Linked DNA regions of Zea mays: region 2 is linked to region 1. A link is a contact called in public Hi-C data. All regions are on one chromosome and are shown on one strand. Each heading gives the region's core, a stretch centred on a gene start, on an enhancer-like site or on the middle of the called end of the contact. The rest is flanking DNA. Distances are from core to core; before and after follow the strand shown.

The links. Hi-C and Micro-C count contacts between places; a contact is called where the count stands out from the background.
Region 2: a contact with region 1 is called in a Hi-C map of leaf, with 4 times the contacts expected there. The contact joins the enhancer-like site here to the promoter of LOC542720 in region 1. A contact is called at or near these places in 5 of 25 Hi-C or Micro-C datasets (bundle sheath, leaf and leaf mesophyll).

Annotation. Positions count from the first base shown.
Region 1 is chr1:182,074,522-182,078,016 of Zm-B73-REFERENCE-NAM-5.0, reverse strand. It overlaps LOC542720 (pathogenesis related protein5), which reads left to right and starts at 1,528. Exons shown (of 1, transcript NM_001112232.2): 1 at 1,528-2,498. The coding sequence starts at 1,606. The coding sequence ends at 2,130.
Region 2 is chr1:182,118,286-182,121,780 of Zm-B73-REFERENCE-NAM-5.0, reverse strand. No RefSeq gene overlaps it. Among protein-coding and RNA genes, the nearest start is that of LOC542720, 44 kb to the right of the region's middle. Within about 2 kb of position 1,625, at least 8 of the 20 cell types and tissues checked have an H3K27ac peak or open chromatin away from gene starts, as enhancers often do. A contact at or near this core is called in bundle sheath, leaf and leaf mesophyll, where this site is marked.

The sequences.
Region 1 (3,495 bases), core at 279-2,778:
AAAAATTCAATAACCGAGGACTCGTAATCGTATTGTTTTCGTAAATATGCAGTATATCTCGTTTCCGAAAGTTATCAAATTTGAAATTTTGAATTTCAAAAATTATTAACATCGAATTATATATAGTTGATAATAAATAGAGTAATGATAAAATCATGTAAATTTTTGACCGACGGATAATTATTTTTGTCTACACTATATCATTTTTGACCGTTTTACCGTTTTTTCGACCGTTTTCATCAAATGGTGCATGCATCCATGACACACTCTCCAATTCGCAGTTTGGCAGCGCCTTCGTCTCTGTGACTCTATCCCTTGTCCACCGGGGGAAATAAATTCCCTAGAGAGAGCGACGCATGTCCACTACACCAAACTTAAATCAACAGAACACGGTATCTATCACCCTTTTTATATTTAACCATATATATAGCTGTTTGGCTGCGATAAAATCAGCTGTTAATAATTATAGTCGAACATCGTAAATAATTGTAGTTTATAATTAGTATCATTAGATAGATATTTGAATTTATTTTTATATTAAGCTTATTTGAAGATACAAATATTACTAGTGTTTTCTGTAAATTTGGTTAATATTAAAAAGATTGGCCGATATAAGTACATAACAAAATAAGTATTTATTTTGTGGCGAAGGGAGTATCTTCGTTGCACACGTGCGATGACCAGGTGGTGATGGGGTGGACCGCTGACTCGTGGACTTGTCTTGGAGCCACATGTATATGCACTGATTTAATAACTAATTTGTTGCACCATGACACAATTTAGAGGGTTTTGAGGATGGCTCTAGATTCCAGCTCCAATGGTGTAGTTTATAATATTAATTTACATAATTTTTAAATTATTTTTTAATCTAAATAATAAATAAAATGACTCATATAAATGTCTTGTAAAGGCTTACATGAGCTTTATCAGCACGATTTTCTGGAGCACTTAATAACATACTACATCAACTTCACCAATTTTTGTGGAGCTGGAGCTGTAGCTATTCCGAACAGGGTCTTAATAATCAGTGTACTTCTTATGTCCATATGATTTAGTCGTTTTGAGTTTGTTCAAAATTAAACTATTTAAACTTTGACCAATAATATATATAATATTAAATTATTTTAAACTAAAAGGATTATCCATCTTTAACAAATTTCCCGAGAAAATAAATTATCCATCCTTAATTTCCTGTGTTTTTTGGTCATATATGCATCATGGTAGTATTAGTACGTACACAAGTTTTCAGGCAAGCTAGGCCTCATCGAACAAGCAAGCAATGTCTTGCATTACTAATGTGTGTTGCCTTCGTCGTCAAAGAGGATGGATTTTTCTGCACATCTAGATGCTTGAGCAGATTTCTGCGCCATATATGCAAGGTCTTCCACTGTTAGCTCCTCAACCCAGTCAAAGAAAATAGGCTTTACCACACAATTAACTGATGGCATGCATGGCAACCTTATCCTGCTAGACGCGCGCCACCGTATCACCGACTATAAAAGCACACGCATTGCGCTCAACCTTGCCAGCAGCAAGAGTGAGTAGCCTAGCTCTATAGCTCGAGTATTGCTTGCTCTCCACAAGAAACAAGGCAGAGCACCAACAATGGCCGCCGCCTCCTCGTCCTCGGTCCTCCTGCTGCTCCTGGCCGCCGCCTTGGCTGGCATGAGCGCCAACGCCGCCACCTTCACCATCACCAACAACTGCGGGTTCACCGTGTGGCCCGCGGCCACCCCGGTGGGCGGGGGCACGCAGCTGAACCCGGGCGGGACGTGGACCGTCAACGTGCCGGCTGGCACCAGCTCCGGCCGCGTGTGGGGCCGCACCGGCTGCTCCTTCAACGGCAACAGCGGGAGCTGCCAGACAGGCGACTGCGGCGGCGCGCTGGCCTGCACGCTGTCGGGGCAGCCGCCGCTGACGCTGGCCGAGTTCACCATCGGCGGCAGCCAGGACTTCTACGACATCTCGGTCATCGACGGCTACAACCTCGCCATGGCCTTCTCCTGCAGCACCGGCGTGCGGCTGGTGTGCACGGACCCTGGATGCCCCGACGCGTACCACAACCCCCCCGACATGAAGACCCATGCATGTGGCGGCAACAGCAACTACCAAGTCACCTTCTGCCCGTGATCGGCCGGAATAGGCTCTGCATTTGCATGGGCTAGTGATTTGGATTTTGCAGGAATAATTCTGATTTGGATTTGCACAATAATATATAAGCGTGCATTACACGTGCACGCATTTGTATGTACGCGCGTATACGTCGTACCTACGTAGCTGGATTTGTGTGCGTGCTTCGTACCAAATATTAATAAGAATAAACAAATATGACTCGTGTCATACATATACACGACATCGCCGTATCATTTTGGTTGTATATCTAGCAATCATTTCGCTTAAGAGCACCAAGAGACTAGATATAAATTCTAGCTAAATTTAGAGTATTGAAAGCTGTAAAAAAGATATATAAGTTTCTAATGGTGGGTGTATCCAACAAACTCAGCAAATATAGATAATGACTTGTAAAATCTCAACTACCAACACATACTATTCATTTTTGCTAGCGCGTGAAGTTTCGCCGACGGACGACGTATTTTGGCGCATCAAGTAAATCAAGTAAATCAATGTGGCAGCGCATGGGCTCTTTCTGAATTGGTCGCCGTCACGCACAACACCATCTCATCGCCCGCCACACACAACACTGACGCCTTGGACGGTGTCATCACGACATCAAATGCGACATCGACTACAGAAGCATCGTCCATTGATCCTCCCTAGCCGAGCTTAGATTATTTCACTAGTACACAGAGACTCTATAGTGGCGGTTCTAGAGCTGTTTGCACTGGCGTTTTTCAGTGCCGCCAGTTCTAGGGGCCAGTGGATATCGCCATTTCCACTGGTGGTTATTCTAGAACCGCCAGTGAAAATATAATTTCCACTGACGGTTTTTTAAGCAAACCACAAGTGGAAATAGCATTTCCACTGGCGGTTTTCTTAATAAAACCGCCAGTGGAAGTTTTCCCGCCTTTTTTTAAATTTTCAATCAGTACTGAAATTTATATATATTTACACACACAAACATATATATATATATTGATATTGATAAACATGTAGTATTGATATTAAAAGCAACATTGAATTAAATTCTATAATACATTTATATACATCAAAGTCTTGTTTACAACCATGTATGCATCACACATTATATACATCAAAGTTTTCACTTAAGCTCTAATAACTATCTCGGCTAAGAGATAGTCTACTAATTTCTGTTAGTATTCTAAACTCTGGCAAAGCTAATGTTCCGGAAGCATCATGATATTTCCCTTCTACGGGAATGACCTCTTTCAATATGAATGTGCACAGGTCCTCAACTATGCCATACAATGCACCTTCAGTCAAGCTCTTCGGGCTTACTTGTTGAAATTGTTGTAAAGGAAGTTTATAAACATCATCTATTTATGCTCAATAATAACACATTTGCATCTTTAATGA
Region 2 (3,495 bases), core at 376-2,875, 44 kb before region 1:
AGATCCTATTTTAAATTTTAGGACTCAAATATAAGACTCCTGGTTAGAGATGCCCTAATGGTTACTACTTCAATATTTCCTAGAATTTTTATTTTAAAGCGTTATATGTTTCTTTTATGAAACAAGCATATTGGTCAGATATGAGACCGGCTATAGTTTAAAATTTAGAGCCAGCATTATATTCACATAATGGTTACTACTTAATTATTCTAAATAAATGCACGTACGACTTTGAATATTTCCTAGAATTTTCATTTTAAAGCGTTGTATGTTTTTTTATGAAACAAGCATATTGGTAAGATATGAGGTCAGCTGTAGTTTAATTTAGAGCCAGCATTATATTCAACACATGATTGGACACGCGTACTCAATACGTATCACGATCTGAAGCCTTCAATTCACCGTGGGTTTATTTTCTCTAGTACAATTCTTTTGCTGCTACTTTATTTCACATGTGAACAGACTGCACTAGCGTTGCAGAGCTTATAAAGTGCTCACAGCTGGAGAACTGCATATCATCATCTGTGTATTATATATTACTGTATTAATATTATTTATACTTGCATCCACAGGTCAAATAAAGGCATATATATATATATGTACTACCAAAAAAGCATATATGTAGGACCAAGCAGTCGCATTCTCAGCACAAACAGGTTCCTACTACCTATGGCATCGCTATCGCTGCGAGATCCCGAGCCCCTTATTCGCATAGATTGTAAGGTGCCTTCGTTGTGGTTTGCATTGGCTTTAATCCCACTGCGATTGTGACTTCTACAGTATTTTGTTTCTACAATGGTAGCAGTGCTGGCTGCCAGCTAACCGAACAAAAAAGGAGCAGTAGGCATGAGAAACATCAAGAATTTTTTGGACAACATCAGCCAGAGTTCACTAATATATTTAAGGCAGAGGCGAATCAAGACTAGGTGGGCAAGCTGCAAACTCGATTATCAAGCAACTGAGAGACTGGGTGGTATATTTTAGAGAAACATGCTATTCATCTACTTCTTGGTGAAGCCGTTGACCGGAGAATTGTCTTCTACCGCCTCTTCTCGTAGGACATTTATGAGCCAGCACTATACTTCGAAAACCCGCGATGTCGAGTCGTGTGAATGAATCCATCAGTGCTTTGAGCAGAGCATGGACCCTTCTACATTGTACAATTTAGTCTCTCAATCTGTTTAGTTCACTATAGTTTCTGCTATGATCAGCATGTACTTTCATGTATGCGTCTGCCACTGCTGCGAGTCACAAATCTGCTAGGGTATTTCTGAATACAATTAAATGTGAAATGCCTAGATTTCTAACACCCCGTGGAAAAAATCAAACATGAAAATCTGCTATGGTACATGCTCTCCAATATATCCTATGGGAAAAAAAATCAATCTTTCCAGATGGTATACGTACGTGGAAAAAGATAGGAAAAATTAGGTCCGCATATAAAGACGGGTGGACTTGTCCGCATATAAAGATAGAAAAAATTCAGGAAGCACAGTTTGGACGACAGTGCGGAAATTGAAGGCTATCTCAGATTCGGTCGTAGAACAATCGTTTTCATGCAATGCATGCTGTATATCTATCTATCTTTGCTTTGCTGACCAATAATGTGTTGTGTTGTCCTTGTCAACTTGGATTTTTTTTTTTTTTTGTTCAGCACATCTAGATGCATGCATGTGCTGGCACTGCTTCTACAAGTCTAGCGCTAATTTTTCTAGATAGGAAGATAGCCATATGCATATCTTCTGACTTTTCTAGCTCCATATATCAAGTCTTGGGCAAATATCGTTGGCAAAAGACAGACGCTAGACTCGCTCAATGGTACTTTTTCTCCGTAGATAGGCATGCATATTCAGGTTGTCCACAGTAGATAGTATAAAATAGAGGATTTACACTAGATTACACTGTTTATAAATAGAAGTTTGAAATAGATGTTACGGTAGAGAATAAGATAGAATATCTGCTGGAGACAACCTTAGGGCTCGTTTGTTTCCACACACTAAACTTTTTTAATCGCTGTCACATTATATGTTTGATGCTAGTTAAAAATATTAAATATAATCTAATTATAAAACTAATTACATATATCAGGACTAAATGATAAAACGAACTTATTAAGCCTAATTAGTCCATAATTTGCTTATGTGTTGCTATAGTAAACATTTGCTAACCATGAGTTAATTAGACTTAATATTTTTTTTGTCGTTTAGTTCTTAGCTATGTAATTAGTTTTATAATTAAATTATATTTAATATTTATAATGGACATTCAAATATCGACACATCCATGAAACCAAATACCCCTTTTATCCTAATAGCCACACATGATTTCAAGTGTCATTGTCCCGTTATCTGGATTTTCGGTTGTGAAGTGGCTTATCGACAGAGTTAGGCACGAAAATCTACATCATGCTGCAATGTTTCATCTTAATGATGTGTGATGTTTTACTTGAGTGGACATAAACACCGTCTAGATATACCTTGAATAGAGGGGATTATAACAAATTTGGTATCACAGAAGGTCATTAGCTATCCCAATAAAGTTTTCATCCACTAGTTGTACTCTAATATCCTCACGTATGAATACAATGCCCTTAATATCGTAGAAACACAATTTATGGTCTAAAAGTTGATCTGTTGTTTCGAATTCTTTATATTTTAACTTTTTAGCAACTGTATGGTGGAAAAAGGTGTCTTACAACCGTAATCTATGTTTGGACAACTCTCTCATAAAATTTGGTTAAATATTCCACTGTCTTTATTTTATTTTGAGAAACGATGTAGCATAATGATGTATGGTGTTTTACTTGAGTGGACATAAACATCGATCTAGGTATGGCTTGAATAGAGGGGATTATGGGAAACTTGGTATCACATAAGGTCATTAGCTTGGACAAAAACGTTTTTAAGCACTAGTTGTACTCTAATACCCTTTTGTGCGAGTAGAATGCCCTCGACATCAAAGAAACACCATTTGTGGTTTAAAAGGTGATCTATTGTTTTGAATTCTTTATATTCCATCTTTTTAGCAACTAAATGGTGGAAAAAAGTGCCTTAGAGCATCTCCAAGAGCTTCCCAGAAGTCTCTCCTAAATCAAGTTTTTTGGGAAAATACTAAAACATGTCTCCAACAGTTCCCCTAAAATGCTCCCAACTTTTTCATAGCCCTTAAAACTCTCTCATTTGTAGCTACAAATGAGAGATTTTTTGGGCTTCCCAGAAACAATCTGCCGCTTTAAGGGATCTGTTGGAGAAAGAATTAAAATCTACCCCTACTAACTTTTTAGATGACCCTTAAAACTGATTTTGAGGAGTCATTTTCTACGGAGCTTTTGGAGATGCTCTCACAACCTTAACTTATGTTTGGACAGTTCTCTCACGCAATTTGCCTAAATTTTCCATGGTCTTTATTTTATTTTGAGGAACGATGTGGCATAATAATGTGTGGTGTTTTACTTGAGTGGACATAAACACCGTCTAGGTATGCCTTGAATAGAGG